Linked DNA regions of Zea mays: region 1 is linked to region 2. The links are chromatin contacts, called in public Hi-C maps. All regions are on one chromosome and are shown on one strand. Each heading gives the region's core, a stretch centred on a gene start, on an enhancer-like site or on the middle of the called end of the contact. The rest is flanking DNA. Distances are from core to core; before and after follow the strand shown.

The links. Hi-C and Micro-C count contacts between places; a contact is called where the count stands out from the background.
Region 1: a contact with region 2 is called in a Hi-C map of tassel, with 3 times the contacts expected there. The contact joins the promoter of LOC100279308 here to the promoter of LOC100502230 in region 2. A contact is called at or near these places in 2 of 25 Hi-C or Micro-C datasets (ear and tassel).

Annotation. Positions count from the first base shown.
Region 1 is chr3:13,643,631-13,647,276 of Zm-B73-REFERENCE-NAM-5.0, forward strand. LOC100279308 (Mini-chromosome maintenance complex-binding protein) reads left to right here and starts at 2,275. Exons shown (of 14, transcript NM_001152329.1): 1 at 2,275-2,518; 2 at 2,805-2,918; 3 at 2,997-3,104; 4 at 3,222-3,347; 5 at 3,446-3,490. The coding sequence starts at 2,330.
Region 2 is chr3:13,432,403-13,436,054 of Zm-B73-REFERENCE-NAM-5.0, forward strand. It overlaps LOC100502230, which reads left to right and starts at 1,805. Exons shown (of 1, transcript NM_001196707.2): 1 at 1,805-3,652. The coding sequence starts at 1,938. The coding sequence ends at 3,323.

The DNA of each region.
Region 1 (3,646 bases), core at 1,025-3,524, 210 kb after region 2:
CGGTAATTGGGGTACGCGACAAGTCCACACAACGTGCGCAACAGACGCAATTGTGGCTCGGTGATAACGACAGACGAACAATGCCTACAGGGCATGCGAAAAATACGTGACTCGGCGATGCCGGTCCAACTCAACAGGAGTGGTCCGATTAAGCGAGAGTACAACATAGCAATCACATGACGCAGCTAAGTTCGAACGGCACAAATATTGCATCGTGTTGCCAGGGCGCAGTCAATATTCAGCTAATGTCATAACTCAGCCGATTACCAACGCAGCCTAATCGGCGTGTTTGAGTACCCACTATACAATTTAATCGCTCAGCGTGAGTCCGAAAGCTCAACACAACACAAATATTTAGAGCGATTTAAGTATACACAATATATACTCCACATGCATTTAATAATTTTCTACTATTTACTTCAGGAAATAAAGCAGGAAAAATAAATACCAATATTAATGCATAATCTTTACACATCGGGTGTAAAAATATTTTTTTCATATTTAAGCATGCATTTTTCTACTAATTATTTACTCCGAGAAATAATTTATTAAAGTAGAAATTGTAACATAAAACATTATTTATTCTACTTGTTATTTACAACAAGAAATAAATAGAATAAAAATATGAAGCATGCATACCAACTAAAATTATACAAAAGTTTCATCCGACATGTACGGTAGCTTTGATCGACCCTCTTTTTTTTAATAGTTAAAAATGTGCATGGGCACATCTTTTTGTATATGATGGCATGCGAAAATCAATATTTACATGCACACAACCGCACGTATTTCGGGTTTTTTTTATTACTCGCCGCGCACATGCACAACGCACTCAAGTGGCAGCCACTTTGACCGGGCATTTTTCTTTTGTTGGATCCTGCCGCATGAATAGGTCTAGCTCAACTGCTCACAAATTCACGCGATTTGTTCTTATCCAAACAAAATGGCGAGGAAATAAATGGTCTCACAGACTCACGGTCAAGGAACACAGGCCCCATGTGCATGCACAATCGCCTCCTGGGCAACTGTTAGATAGTGAGATCCATTTTTCGCGTAGGAGCTGTTGGCCGCTCGTCTCACACGGTCAAAGGAAGATCTGAGAATGACACTGAAAGCATGGCTAGCATGCAGGCTGCCACATGCGCCAGGCCATCACCGGTCTCTGTTGGTGGGCGTGGTAAGCGTGGAAGAGAACATAGCCCTCGGGGTACGAGTGCACCAACGCGACGCTTACTGGGCGTATTCCTTCGGCGTGAGCGCAGGCCCGACGAGGCTCCGACGCTCGGTCCATACATTTGATTTGTCACGTGTTCATGATTCACGAGATCAACACAAGAAGAATGGATGAGAAGTTCCAGATCTTTTACCACTCGATTATACGGAGGAATCGAAGTCTATCGCGTAGGACAGTTCGGCTAGGCCGGAGGACCTGCCGGCTTGACGGAGAGTTGACGTAGATCAGATCCGCAGCAACGTCGAGGTAGAGCGTGCTGATAACGTGTTTGAAAACTACGTTACCACGGATCACCAGATCCGCTCCCTTCCCTCCCGTCAGCAGTAGAGGCGCGAGAAGCTATAGAAGACCCGTCTCCCTTCCCATAAGCACGACAGAGAAAACACATGAGACACTGGATATATGGTTGGGCCTCTGGCCTCTTTCTCTTCTCTATTCCATATGAGGGGTACATGTTCTATATATAGAGACGCGATAGCCCTCAGAGCTATATTCGGTATTTGCCCACATAACCCTTCATTAGGGTTTCTCAACAAAAGCCACCTGGGCTGACGGCCACTCGGCGCTGCGCTCTGCCCCTCTCCACCGCTCTCAAAGCCGCAAGCCTCAACCTGATGCAACTCTCAACGTGGATTAGCGTCAGGAGCGGGCGGGAGGTGCTTGCCGAAGACAGAACTGTGGGGCCCACCTGTCGGCTTCGGTCCAACGAAGTCTCAACTCTCAACGTGGATCAGCGGTTGAAGCATTTTGCTTGCCACAAGCGTGTTCCAGGGATGGAAATACCTTTTTAGGCCCATGTCATTGCTTAGAAGAACTTACAAACTGGATCTTCATGGGCTACACATTGTGGACAACAGCCCATTTAAAACTGGGCCTAGTCCGGCTCAAGGGACTTACTTATCTAGCCCAAGCCCAAGAGCGATGGCGGGAAGCTAGGAGGAAACGGCGGGAAGCGCCGCCGCCATGGCGCCAAACCCCCCCAGTCGCTATAACACCCCGCCCCTAGCCCTCTCGCCCCCTCGCCTGCCCACCTCCCTCGCCATCGCTAGTCTCAAACCACAACCCTAGAGAAGAAGAAGAGAGAGAGAAAGGGAGATGGTGGGGCTGCAGTACGATCTCGTCGGGAACCCATTGGGCGCGGTGCGCGCCACCTTCGAGAGGACGGCCGCCGCCGCTGCAGCGCAGTCTGGAGGAGCTGACCCTGTGGCGGCGTTCCGTGGCAAAGACTGGGGCGCCGGTGACCTCTTCCGCTCCTTCCTCTTCGAGCAAGACGGTCTTGGCAAGGTGAAGGATCAGTCCTTGTCCTTTCTCTTTTCCCCGGTACTTGACACTGATTTGCCTATGGATCTGGCCATTGGGCGGTGGCGATTCAAGATATAAATTGACTAGTAGTTGCATAAATCGTGTCCCATTTAATTTGGATGCACTGCACAAACAAGGTCATGTGTTAGGGTTTTCATATTCTGGGGACTTGGGGAGGAGTAAAGGGTCTCCCTTCTGGTGTACGCATTTTCTTATCGTTTTTTTTTTGTAAGTGAGGCTTCTAATGCCAAAGCAAAATCAATTCCAGGTTCCGGTGTTGGATTCGTCAAATCTTGGATTGATCAAACCGAACACCCTGGTCCGGTATCGGGGAATGGTTCAGGATATGCTTGGGAATGAGTACTACATTGGTGCTTTCAAGGTACTGGACTAAGGCTCATAAGCTCTTGTGGAAACTGCCACTAGTGCCTGCTAAGCTTTTGCACTGTATCATGTGTAGGATGGGTCAACTTGGAGGACAAACAAGTACACTGACTTCTCACCGTACTCAATGCCGCATCCTTGTGATTCACATCTTTGGGAGCGCCATCTCTTCCACTGTGTGCCTGTATGTTACTGCTTCCATGGCATTTGTTCTCCATTCCGTAACCCTAAAAGTTTTTTTATCAACAGACCAGCAGATGGAAATGAGAATTCACAAGGATTTGTAACTGGTTTATTGCAGGCACCTGGACAAAATTCTTGGACACTGGAGTCTTCACCAGGACCTGATGTCTGCAGGATGTCGAACTGTTTGGCACCTGAACTAAGAGAGAAAAGGAAGAGAGATGGAGATGACGATGCCATGGATGTATGTTTTCACATGTTTCTTGTAAATAAAATGCAGCTGCTATTCCTAATACTCACTGTTGAAATGTTGACATTTGCTGTATTTCTATCTTTTGACAGGTTTCAGAAAATGGCCATGGCAATTCTTCATTCTGCAAGAAGCCGGTAAGAGTTGACATTTATTTGATTTCAGTTACATTATTAACGGTAAATACTAAATGATCATGTTTGTCTCATGGAGCATATATTCATACTTTCTTATATGTTGATGTGGGTACACCAGAATTTCATAAATGTATATGTATCAGTTTCTTGCTTGTT
Region 2 (3,652 bases), core at 555-3,054:
CTTTCTTCGAAACCGCAGTTGACATCAGAATGTACTCGATTATTCCTACTGTGGTGGCCCCTCTGCCCTCAATCGATGCCTGCATGTGTCCATCTAGGTGTAAGCCATGTTACGTGGATCACAAACAATATCTTTTTACTAAATTGACTAGGCTCAGTCCTCACCCAATTGTTGGGTGGATATGGGTTGACAATAATTGACATTATAGTAGCTTACTAGCTTGTGTATAGTTTCTGCCTTGGAATAGCAGTTATGTCTGTGCTCTTGGGATTATTCTTGTTATGTTTGTGCTGTTGAGAGTACCTTTGTTAAGCGTTGTATGTTGGACAACTTCATACATATTTACATGCAGCGGCTGCAATTATATATTCCCTTTTCTAAAAAGTTTCAGCTTGACTCCTGAACTTCTGATGCCTGTGGGGACAGAACAATTCTGTCATCTTGGCCGTGAATTAGGCTCTCACCTAACAAGGAACTGAAGGGATAAGTAGGAAGTAGCTGCAACATCTTTTGTGCTGTGGTGTGTGATAGCCAAGTCATAGCCATACCCGGCCTGCTCCATGAATGAGTTTCCCAACTAATATTCGAGCCAAAGTGATCAGGGTACTTCATCTCCATTAGACATCAGTCCACCTCAAACCTGTTTAGGTTTACCTTGAGAAGGCATAGTAGTTAACGCAACAACCTTACTTATCATTATCTAAAAACACCTTACTTATATGTCTGTGAGATAGGCGATCTGTGTCAAACTAGATGTCTATTTCATCATTTTTTTTTCATGGCAGCTAATTGTGTACAATAAGCACTAAATGGCCTGTACTCATTAGTCGAAAGCTGTTACATTACTCATAAAAGAATGTACTTCTGTTCTTTCGCACATCAATGACTCAAAACGAGGTACAATTGTATCGTGGTAGTGAATTTTTACCCTCCCCCCCCCCCCCCCCCCCCCCCCAAAAAAAAAACCATGTTGGGTTCCTGACGTTGATCAATTTTCTGGTCCTGAGCTTTCTGGAAACCCATCGCTGTTTGGTTAGCTGATAAAGACATAAAGTCATAGTTGATAAAGATATGATCGTTCCCATCTATTTGTTAACCAATCAATGTTTTGGTCCCTGCATTTTGGAGGCTGATATGCTGAACCCTTTTCATCCTCCGCTAATATATGCATGCAGTACAGCTCAGCTCTACAGGTAGGCAGCACAAGATCTGCTTCCTACCTATATGATTGCAAGTTGATCCATCATACTTAACCTCATGCCATGCACAGCTTTTGAAAATGTTTCCTGTGGATGTAACTGGTTGCTGTTTCCTGTTACTGTCTCCATCATTCTAACAGTTCTTTAGTGGTGACATCGAACACTTGTTCTTATGCTCACTGTCAATCATGACCAGGTCAACTACAAGGAGATCTTATTTTGGTTACAATGAAGCGCATGCATAGAATGCAAACGAGAAAGTCCCATTCATGGTGGTGGGACAGCCATATTAGCCCAAAGAACTCCAAATGGCTAGCTGAGAATTTGGAAGGTAACGACTCTGTTTTTTATTGAATGACAGTATGCACCGACACTTGTTCAATCTGCAGTGACTTGTTCAATGTTCATGTATCCCGCAGTATAATAATACCATAGCACAAACTTTCCTGACCTTTTCTTTTCTGACGAGTAGAGATGGACAAGCAAGTCAAAGAGATGCTGAAGCTCATAGAGGATGAAGGTGATTCTTTTGCCAAGAAGGCTGAGATGTATTTTCAAAGAAGGCCTTTGCTTGTAAATCATGTTGAGAACTTCTATCGCATGTACCGTGCTCTTGCTGAGCGCTATGATAACGTGACTGGGGAATTGCGCAAGGGTCTTGCGCTGCAGTCTCAGGGCTCTGGTATATCCGAAACTGATTCCGAGACACAATCAACTTCATCGTGTCCAGAGCCTAACATGGAACAGAACACAGCAAAACCGAAGCGTGATGTGCTCCTTGGTTCTGGTGGGAGCTCAGACATTTCCAAGAAGGAGAGTGATGGATCATCTTCTTCTTCTTCAGATTCTGATTCAGAGGTTGACGAGGCAAGTGAAGAAAATGGCAATGGGATTTCTTATATAAGTGATGAACGGATTGCTGAGCTGGAAGATGAGCTTCAGGAAGCAAGGCAACAAATTGAGGCGCTTGAGGTAAAGAACATGCACTGCCAGTGTGAGAAACTTGAAGAGAGTCTCAAACAAGTTAGCAATGAAAAGGAAGATCTGGTAGCTGCAATTCTGGCAAGCAAGAATGAGGTCGAGGATCTAAAAGGAGACATGGTCTCGGCAGCTAAACATTTTGAAGCCCAACTAGTGCACCGTGACCATGAGATTGAGAAGTGCAAGCAGGAGGCTGAGCAAGTTTCTGAAAAGTATTTCCATGAGAAATCCACTCTCGAATCTGAAATCCAAAGGCTCCAGGAAGTTGTTAAGAGTTTTGAAGAGAACCTAACAAAAGTTGCTGATGAGAAATTGCAGCTTGAGGCCCAGCTAAAGGAACTTGAACAGACTTCTAATGATTTAGATGACTCTTCTGCTGAGATTATAAAGCTACAAGAAATAATCAAGGATCTGCAAGAAAGATTGGAAAATGACTCAAACGAGAAGAGTGTACTTGAGGAACGTGCTATGGAGCTGGAGCAAGTTCGTAGGCAGTTAGAGGATTCAAGAGCTGAGGCTAGTATGGAGCTACAAACTACAATTAAGAACCTGAATCAAGTTCTTCAAGAGAAAGCAGAACTTGAGAATCGTATGAAGGATGCGGAGCAGGCAACCAGCGACCTAAACTCCCTGGTCGCTTCCCTCGACGGCAAGCTGAAAGCCACAGAGGCGCAGCTCGAACAGCTTCACGCGGAGAGAGCAGAAGCAATCCTCGAGAGCGAGAAACAGGTATCCGAGCTGAACCAAGCCATCGCCCGTCTCAAGACGCAGCTGGAGCTGCTGTCTTCGGAGAAGGCCGCAGTCGAGAACAAGGCGTCCGCTCTGCTGACCGATGTCGCCGTTCGCGACGAGAAGCTGAAGGAGACGGACCGCCACCTGCACCAGCTGCACCTGGAGCACGTCGAGCTGATCGGAGCGGCGGACGCCGCGCGGGAAGACGCGTCGGGCCTGCGCTCACGCGTGCGCGAGCTCGAGGTGGAGGTCGAGAGGCAGAGGCTCATGGTGGCAGACAGCGCGGAGGGGAAGCGCGAGGCGATCAGGCAGCTGTGCTTCTCGCTCGACCACTACCGCCACGGGTACCAGCAGCTCCGGCTGCTCCTGCAGGGCCACAGGCGGCCCCGGCCCATGGTGATGACAGCGTGATGAGTTGAAGTGGTTGTTGTCCTGGATGTTGGGACTTGGGAAGTATGTCGAAACTCTTGACTTGAAGCTGCTGCTTCTCGGTGTGTTGTCCTGACGACATGAGTGAGTTTCTATCTGGATGAGCGGATGGTAGGAGGAAGTCGAAACTCTACATAGTTCGAGGAGAGCTTGTGCTCTGTAGTTACTTTGCACTGCGGAGTTACTCGTCAATTTGTGCTGTGTGATGTAAGGAGCTAGCTATCACGGTGTTCCCTTCTTTATTCTCTCAGTTCGTGCTCATTGTTGGTTTGCTGAAGTGAAGTGGGAAGTGGGAACGACGAATTCTTCGA